Regions from separate parts of the Rattus norvegicus genome. Here region 2 is linked to region 1. Evidence: chromatin contacts called from public Hi-C data. All regions are on one chromosome and are shown on one strand. The core of a region is the stretch at or near the end of the contact, and the rest is flanking DNA. Distances in the headings are between cores, read along the strand shown. Region 1 holds the start of Clec16a (C-type lectin domain containing 16A). Region 2 holds the start of Nubp1 (NUBP iron-sulfur cluster assembly factor 1).

Region 1 (3,710 bases), core at 607-3,106:
AACAAACAATGATCCTTAACAAGGCAAAGTAACACATTAATGGGAATTTAAAGGGGCTAGAGTCCCAAGTTAGGTGAGAGCCAGCAGGTGCTTAGGCTGGTAGGAGGCGCAGCCCCTCAGGACAATCACCCTCCCCTGCACAGCCAAATCTGCCCACACATTCTTCAAATCCTTCAGCCACTCATCCACACCCCACTCCCTTTCCGGGCCATCTGCCATCCCAGTTAAGAATTCTAAATTGCTACCAACCCCCATTCTTGCCCTCTACCTCTTCCCTCTCCACACAAGGCAATTCACAAACATTTACTAAATCCTTGCTCCATGACTGAAGCGGTTCTATAGCCCATCATCAAAGGGGAAGTCCCATCTAATTTTTAGCCCGAAATCCTTTCTACGGATCCCTGTCTTCCTTTCTGTTTTTACCCCACCATTCTTCATCTCCATCCCTGTACTTAGACAAAGCTTCTGGGGTCCCTTCTGAAAACTGTTCTCCTCACCCCCTTGGCACCTCCATCTCCAGTTCTCTCCCTGGAGCCTCTCCTTTCTCTAAGGTCTCTGTCTTCTACTACTCTCTCTTTGCCTCCAATCCTCTGGAAATGCAACTGCAAAGAAACCAAGCAGCTTCTCCTGTCTTGGAAGTGTGAGTTTAACAAAAACTAAAAAGGACAGAAGCAGAGCCAGAGAAGACAGCAGGGGTGTAAGGAACGGAACTCAGAGACAGAAAGGGTTTGGAGCAGGCTGCGGAGGCTTCGATGCCTATGTTAGTGATGCTGCTGCACAGTGATACTGGATCAATCACTTGGCGCACTCAACATCACCCAATTCTTGTACGGTTCCTAGTTCCCAGCTGGTAATGGCAAACTGGAAGGACAGAGAGATAAAATATGACCAAAGCTACACAGTCATTAAGTGGCTGAGTCAGGATTTGAACACAGGTCTAACTCCAAAACTAGCCTCTTCTGTGTACTTTCCTGCGTTCCCAGGACTCTGTAAGCCTCCTGCCCTCTCTCAAAGTGCTACTGCTGACTATCCCTTTAGATTTCCTTCTGAAAATACTTGTGTTCTTTTAATCACTGTTCTTTTTAGAGTACTTGTACATGTTCTGTGCGTTTTGTTCATTCTCTTATCCAACCAATCCTAAAAATAACTACAAAAAGTAGTACTGTCACTCTGTTCATTTTACAGTGAAGGAAACGAAAGCCTAAATGTTAACTAAATTCGAATCCAGATCTGGCCGATACCCGGGCCTCTGGCCTCTAAACTATGCAGCCCAAGAAGTGCCACCCCAAGAAGCCCAGTGGCCACTGTCCGTCCCCTATCAAGATAACTCCAGTCCACAAACCGAAAACTCAAAGATGCCCTTCCTTTTCAGGTTAGGTTTCTAAAGACTGAAAAATCACGCGACGTGTCCAAGGTCACAGGGCCAGAAACGACAGGGTCAGGGTTCGAAGCCAGGTGCCCTGACTCCAAAGCCTTGCGGATAACCAACATACTACCCTCCCGCGGCGCCCCAGTCCTCCTCACACCTCCGCGCCCCGCAAGTCAAGCCCGCGTCTGGGCGTCCGCGCCAGGTCCCGCGGCCTCCCCGCCGCGCGCCCCGCACACTCACTTCAGGTGGTCCAAGGAGTGGATGTTGCGGGAGGACTTGCCGTGGCCCCCGCCCACCCAGCTCCGTGAGCGGCCAAACATGTCCGCAGACCAGCCCCGTCGCCTGCCTCACGGTTTCATGTCCGATCCGCTCAGCGGCCCGGTGCTCGTGGCGACATCTCAAGCCCAGCCGGCAGCGGCGGGGGCGGTGGAGAGACCGCCAAGCACCTTGATCCCCAGCCCACAGCCCCGCACTGACATTCAGCCGGAACCGGCCGTTCGGCCGCCGCGCTTTACGGCCGCCGCCGCGAGGAACACTGGGAAATGAAGTTCTTGAGCGAGGCTCTTGACGACAGGACTCTGCGAATGGACTACAAGGACCGGCATGTTTCGCGCGACCGTCGAGAGGAGGCGGGACAAGAAGAAGGGAGAAGGCGGGTCACTGTCAGGGTGGGCGGGGACGGTTTGCTGAAATTGGAGTATGACTTTCTGACCTTATTGATGTTAGTTTTGTGATTAGAAAAGAAAAAGAGTGTCTTGAAACCCCAGCTAAAATTGGAGACCATCCTTGGCAATTTGGCGAGGTTTAGTTCTCTTAAAAAATATTACGTGTGTGTGTGTGTGTGTGTGTGTGTGTGTGTGTGTGTGTGTGTGTGTGCGCGCGCGCGCGCGCGCGCGCGCACTTGTAGAGTCAGTATAACTTTGGAAAGAAGGCTCTCACCTTCTACCATTTGGGTTCTGAAAATCGAAGTCAGATCCTCAGTCTTGGCAGTATCTTTGCTTAACAGCTGAGCCATTTTGATGGGCCTAACTCTTTAAAAATTTCAAAGGGCTGGGAATGTGTTTATGTGTGACGGATTCAACCTTCAATATCTCAATAATAAGAATTAAAAATAAAAAAAAGCATTGAGTGGTACATATCATTTGTCACTATCCTAAGTGATTTATTATTTAATTCTTACAACCCTATGAAGTAGATGCTGCTATTAACCTTATTTTACAATCCAGGAGACTGAGTCACAGAGAAGTCAGGCACTTAACACGTGACAGAGGCAGGATTCAAGCCTAGGTACCCTTATTTGCTTTTGTCGACAAGACCAACCAGTAACATCCCTGTTTATCCTTAAAACCTTTTTCTTTTGCACTTTAGTCTTAAAACATTTTGTAAGGATGCAAGCATTAATGTAAACGCCAATGTGAAACTAACCACAATGGACTTTCAGAGGTTTCCTCCGGTTGCCATCCAAAATCCATGCCCCTTCCTGACTAATTCAGTAAGAAAGAAAGAGAACTCCAAGCTCTCCATGTGAGGATTTCTTTCCTGGATCGGAACTGGGGACCTCTGTGGAAAGCAAGACTCTGTGCCTAACACCCACTCATTTATTCATTTCTACATTCACAGCTATTTAATCCTTGTGGCAGTCCTAAGAACAGAATTGAGTCGGGGACCAATGTTCTCTCCAGGGCCCAGGACAAGATTTTCACATAGCAGGTTCTTAAATGAATATTGATAGAGTGAATAAATTTTGGCTTGCATTGCTTCCAAGAATTAGAGAAATGGAGGCCAGCATCAGGCTAATGGTTTCTCATGTAAAAATTATGAAAGGACAGAAACAGCTCTGACCACCAAAGAAAATGCCCCAGCCTCAGCAGCTTCAAGAATCTGTTTCTCTGGGATTTGGTTTCCACATCTGTGAAAAAAGAACATGCGGCATTGCCTTGTCCAGTTCCTATAAAGCTAAGTGTGACCATAGATTAAAGGCCTTTTAAGAGTTGAGGATAGGCCTTAATCCCAGCATTCAGGAGACAGAGGCAGTGGAACTCTATGAGTTCTGGAACAACCTGGTCTATAGCCAATTTCAGGGTAGCCAGAGGCTTCATAGTGAGACCCTGGTTTTGCAGGACTGGGTTTTTTGTTATTTTTTTTTTTTTAAAGCTGAGAATGTAGCACAGAAATAGAGCTATGTCTTGCCTACATCTTGCACACCCAAGACCTTGTTTTTGATCCTAGCTGTTTAAACCCCGATGAAAGGCACCTTTAGCAAGCTCATCCTTCTAACGAAGCAAGGAGATGGTCTGTGAACAGAGAAACCTGAGCAGATATATACTTAGCATTATTGGTA
Region 2 (3,710 bases), core at 725-3,224, 150 kb after region 1:
CGCCTGTCCCTCTTCCAAAGTGCTAGGAAGAGTCACACTCTCTAAGCTGTTTCTAAGGCTCTTTGTGAGATGGCACTTCAGGAATAGTAACAAATGCTAGGAAGAAAATATGGCCACTACCAGCCTGAAAACACTGTCTTAGTTATGCCCTGCCTTATCTACTAGAACATAGGCTCCCAGGAAAGTGGGATGTTCAAAGTCCCAGTTCCTGGACAGAAGTGTGCAGAGAGTAAAATTTTACAACCCAGCAGGAATCTGTTAACATCTGCAGAAATTTTTGGATGTCACAAGGAGGAACTGCTACTGGAACTGAGGACGATGGATGTTCAGTTTCTTAAGCACAGGACAGCCCCAGCAAAAAAGGGATGATCAGTGGCAAATGTCACCAGAGCTCTCAGCAAGTAACCATCCAGCAATTCACTGTGTTTCCAATGTCTCATCTTGTTTCAAATCCTTACAAATTACACTGGGGGTGACTTTCTTCATGATGAGGGCATTCAGAAGTCTTGCTCAAGGTCAATCTGCAAGTGACCCAACAACCAAACCCAGCCTCTCTCTGAATCCCTCCAAGAGCCTTCTCTCAGCTTCCTGTTTCCCAAGACCCTTCCAGGCAGGCTTTCAGTCCTCCTCACCCTGGAGCTGGCCCTTCATAGCTTCTCCCTGATGGGTTTAACATGTCTGTTGTCTGCTTTCTCTCACACTTTGGTCTCAGTCTCCCTTCTGTCTCTCCACTGAGATCATGAATATTCATGTCTGCTGAGAGACTCCTTAACAGAAGGATTCTTCTCTCTGCCACAGATGGGGCCTCTGTGACCTGAGATGGACATGTGACAGGACTTAGGCCTGAAAGACCTCAGTATTTATTCATTTTGCCCTCTGTGCTTGGCCTTGTGTATACTGAGGTCAGTGGTTTTCAGTTGAGCCCTGTACCTGCCCCACATCACTTTTTTTCTATTCTATCCTTCTTTAAGGTCCTATTTACTGATTTAAAAAAAAAAAAAAAGAAGAAGAAGAAGACAGGGTCTCGTCTAAGCCCAGACTGGCCTCTAATCACTATGTAATGAAGAATGACTTTGAACTCCTGATCTTCTTCTAAAAGTCTTAAGGGAGCTGGAATGATGGTTCAGCGGTTAAGAGCATTGATTGCTCTTCCAGAAGTCCTGAGTTCAATTCCCAGCAACCACACGGTGGGTCACAACCAGGTGGAATGGGCATCTGATGCCCTCTTTTGATTGGTCTGAAGACTGCGACAGTGTACCCATATACATGAAATAAATCTTTTTAAAAAAAAAAGTCTTAAGGGCTGAGATTACAAGCATGTGCCAACACATTCGACCCAATGTTCGTTCATTCACTCATTCTTTCATAAAGGGTCTCATCCTGTAGCCCAGCCTGGCTTCTACCTTGCAGCCATCCTGTAGCCCAGGCCAGCTTTTAACTTGCAGTCATCCTCCTGATTCTGCCCCTAGAATTTCTGGCGGGGGATAGCCTGTGCCACCAGCTTATTTTAATGTCCCTCTCGGTTCCCGGTCTATCACAGATAAGACTGAACCTTCCTTTCCAACACTGGTCTCCAGCTATTTGACTTTTAAAACCTCCCTCTCGCTCTCTAAGCTCCGCCTTCAACGCCAAACCCTCTCAACCAATGAAAATACTGCCCATTGCCCACTGCCCGCTGTCATTCATCCCCTCGAGTCCCGCCCCTTCCACTTCCTGACCAGCCCGCCGCTTCCTCACCCGGGTCCGGTGCGGCGCCGGCTCCGGATGCGCACAACTTCTGGTTGGGGCATCCCTGGCAAGAAGCTCCTCGGCCCGCCTGGGCGCTATCGGCCCCGGGGCAGCCTGCGCGGAGACAAGGGTACACGGTCAGAGCGGCTCGGTCCCAGCAGGACCACCCACGCCTCCTGCGCTAGCTCACCGTGGGGCGCCCCCTCCATGCTGCAGCTCTTGCCCGGGCTGCGCTCACCGGAATCTCAGGGGCGTGCTTCCGCCTTGCGGGTCCAATCTGACACTCTAGCCGCGTGAACTGTCTCGCCCGACCAGCACTACGCACGCGCAAACCCGTGTGTGTGCAGTGGGTGGGGCTCCTATGTCTGTTCCCGCTAAAAGTGAGAGAGACTCTTAAACATTTATGGCATCTGAACAGATGAAGTGGCTCCAACGATTAAAGGCGCTGTTGAGCCAGCTTGCGTTCAAATCCCAGAACTCATATGGATGGAAAGAGAGGATAGATTCTCCATGCACGTATGCACAGTAATACGGTTTTGGGTTTTGTTTTTAAAGTATAGCTTTTGTCGTCAAAGAACGTTATTCTCCATGACCTCGGTGACGATGCAATACTACTAGTAAAAGTACAATCCATGTCAGTATTTATTCAGTTTCAAATAATCTGCCTTTCCTTATATTCTGTAACAGGCTGGGATTGTGGCGCAGTTGGGAGAGTGCTTCATCTATCATGCACGAGAGCCTATATTTAGTTCCCAGCACTGAAACAAAACAAGACAACCAATAAAACACTTCTCCTGCTCTCTTCTCTCCTCTCTTCTGCCCAGGCTGATCCTGAATTAATGATTTTCTTGCCATACTTGGCGGAGAGGTGAAACTTTATAAATGGGCGTAACTCAGTGGTAGAGTACCTGTCTAACAAGTGAAAAGCCGTAAATTCGGTCCCCAGAAGTAAAAGGTCTCATTTGATCCTCCTGCCTCCATCTTTCAGCCGCTGGGATTGCAATGTGCACCACCACTCCCAGCTCCTGGACTTAAAAAACAAAACAACAAGCGCCCCAAACACTCTTAAGATCGCTATGCTTTTGAGAATAATACTTTGTTTTGTTGCTTTCCCCTCAGATTTGTTTGATGTAACCTCTTCAAACACACTCCTGTGTCCCCACTGGGAGCTTTTCCTAGCTTTCTCTCACTTCTCCAGGTCCCCACTGTCCTTGCTGCTACCATTTCTCTGAAAATCTGGCTGTGTCTGTGGAGCAGTGTTTTAGACACCATGAAGACATCCTGTCCATAGTCAGCCGTGGGAGCATGGCTGTATGCAACTTTGGCACAGGATGGTGGTGGTGATTGTTATTGTTTTCATTGAAAGATTCTAAAGATTTTTCACTTTTGAGATTATAATTACATAATTCTCCCTTCCTTTTCCTTCCCATATACCTCTCCTTGCTGTTTTTCAAATTCATGGACTCCTTTATTGTTATTGTAACAGGGCTCCAAACCTTAGTCGGCCCCGAGACCTTAGCACAACTGACTCCATGATGGAGTGCCATTCAGGCTGTAAAACTCAGCTTGCCCATAGCAGCACCACCTGCTAAAATGAAAACAAAGACTTACTCCACCAAAGTCCATGGCTCTGGGTAAGACTCTAAATGTTCTAACCTTTGCTTTTTAGCTTCTGTAGTGCCGATTCTGACTGATTGTTCTTGTTAACTGAAGTAGGTCAACCCAGAACATGGTCTTTGTGCCTAAAAACTCATTCTAAGAAAGGCTCAGTGCTACACTGGGATTCTGAATGACAAAATATTCCTATTGGCTTAAACTCTTGTCATTCATGTCATATGAATACCCCACGACATTATTAAATATGCTACATATTACATTTAAACATATATTATATATACATATATAAATACATGTTATATATTATATATACATGTATAAATACAACCTGTTGGCTCTCTATAATATATACTTATATGACCATT

Evidence for each region. A called contact is a pair of places that touch in the nucleus more often than the background predicts.
Region 2: a Hi-C map of liver shows a contact between it and region 1, with 5 times the contacts expected there. The contact joins the promoter of Nubp1 here to the promoter of Clec16a in region 1. A contact is called at or near these places in 2 of 12 Hi-C or Micro-C datasets (both in liver).

What each region holds. Positions count from the first base shown.
Region 1 is chr10:5,628,763-5,632,472 of GRCr8, forward strand. Clec16a (C-type lectin domain containing 16A) reads right to left here and starts at 1,857. Exons shown (of 23, transcript NM_001398551.1): 1 at 1,610-1,857. The coding sequence starts at 1,689. It also overlaps a transcript of Dexi not described here.
Region 2 is chr10:5,775,674-5,779,383 of GRCr8, forward strand. Nubp1 (NUBP iron-sulfur cluster assembly factor 1) reads right to left here and starts at 1,975. Exons shown (of 11, transcript NM_001009619.2): 1 at 1,919-1,975; 2 at 1,738-1,842. The coding sequence starts at 1,937. LOC102553451 (a long non-coding RNA gene) reads left to right here and starts at 2,106. Exons shown (of 5, transcript XR_010055289.1): 1 at 2,106-2,244; 2 at 3,215-3,362.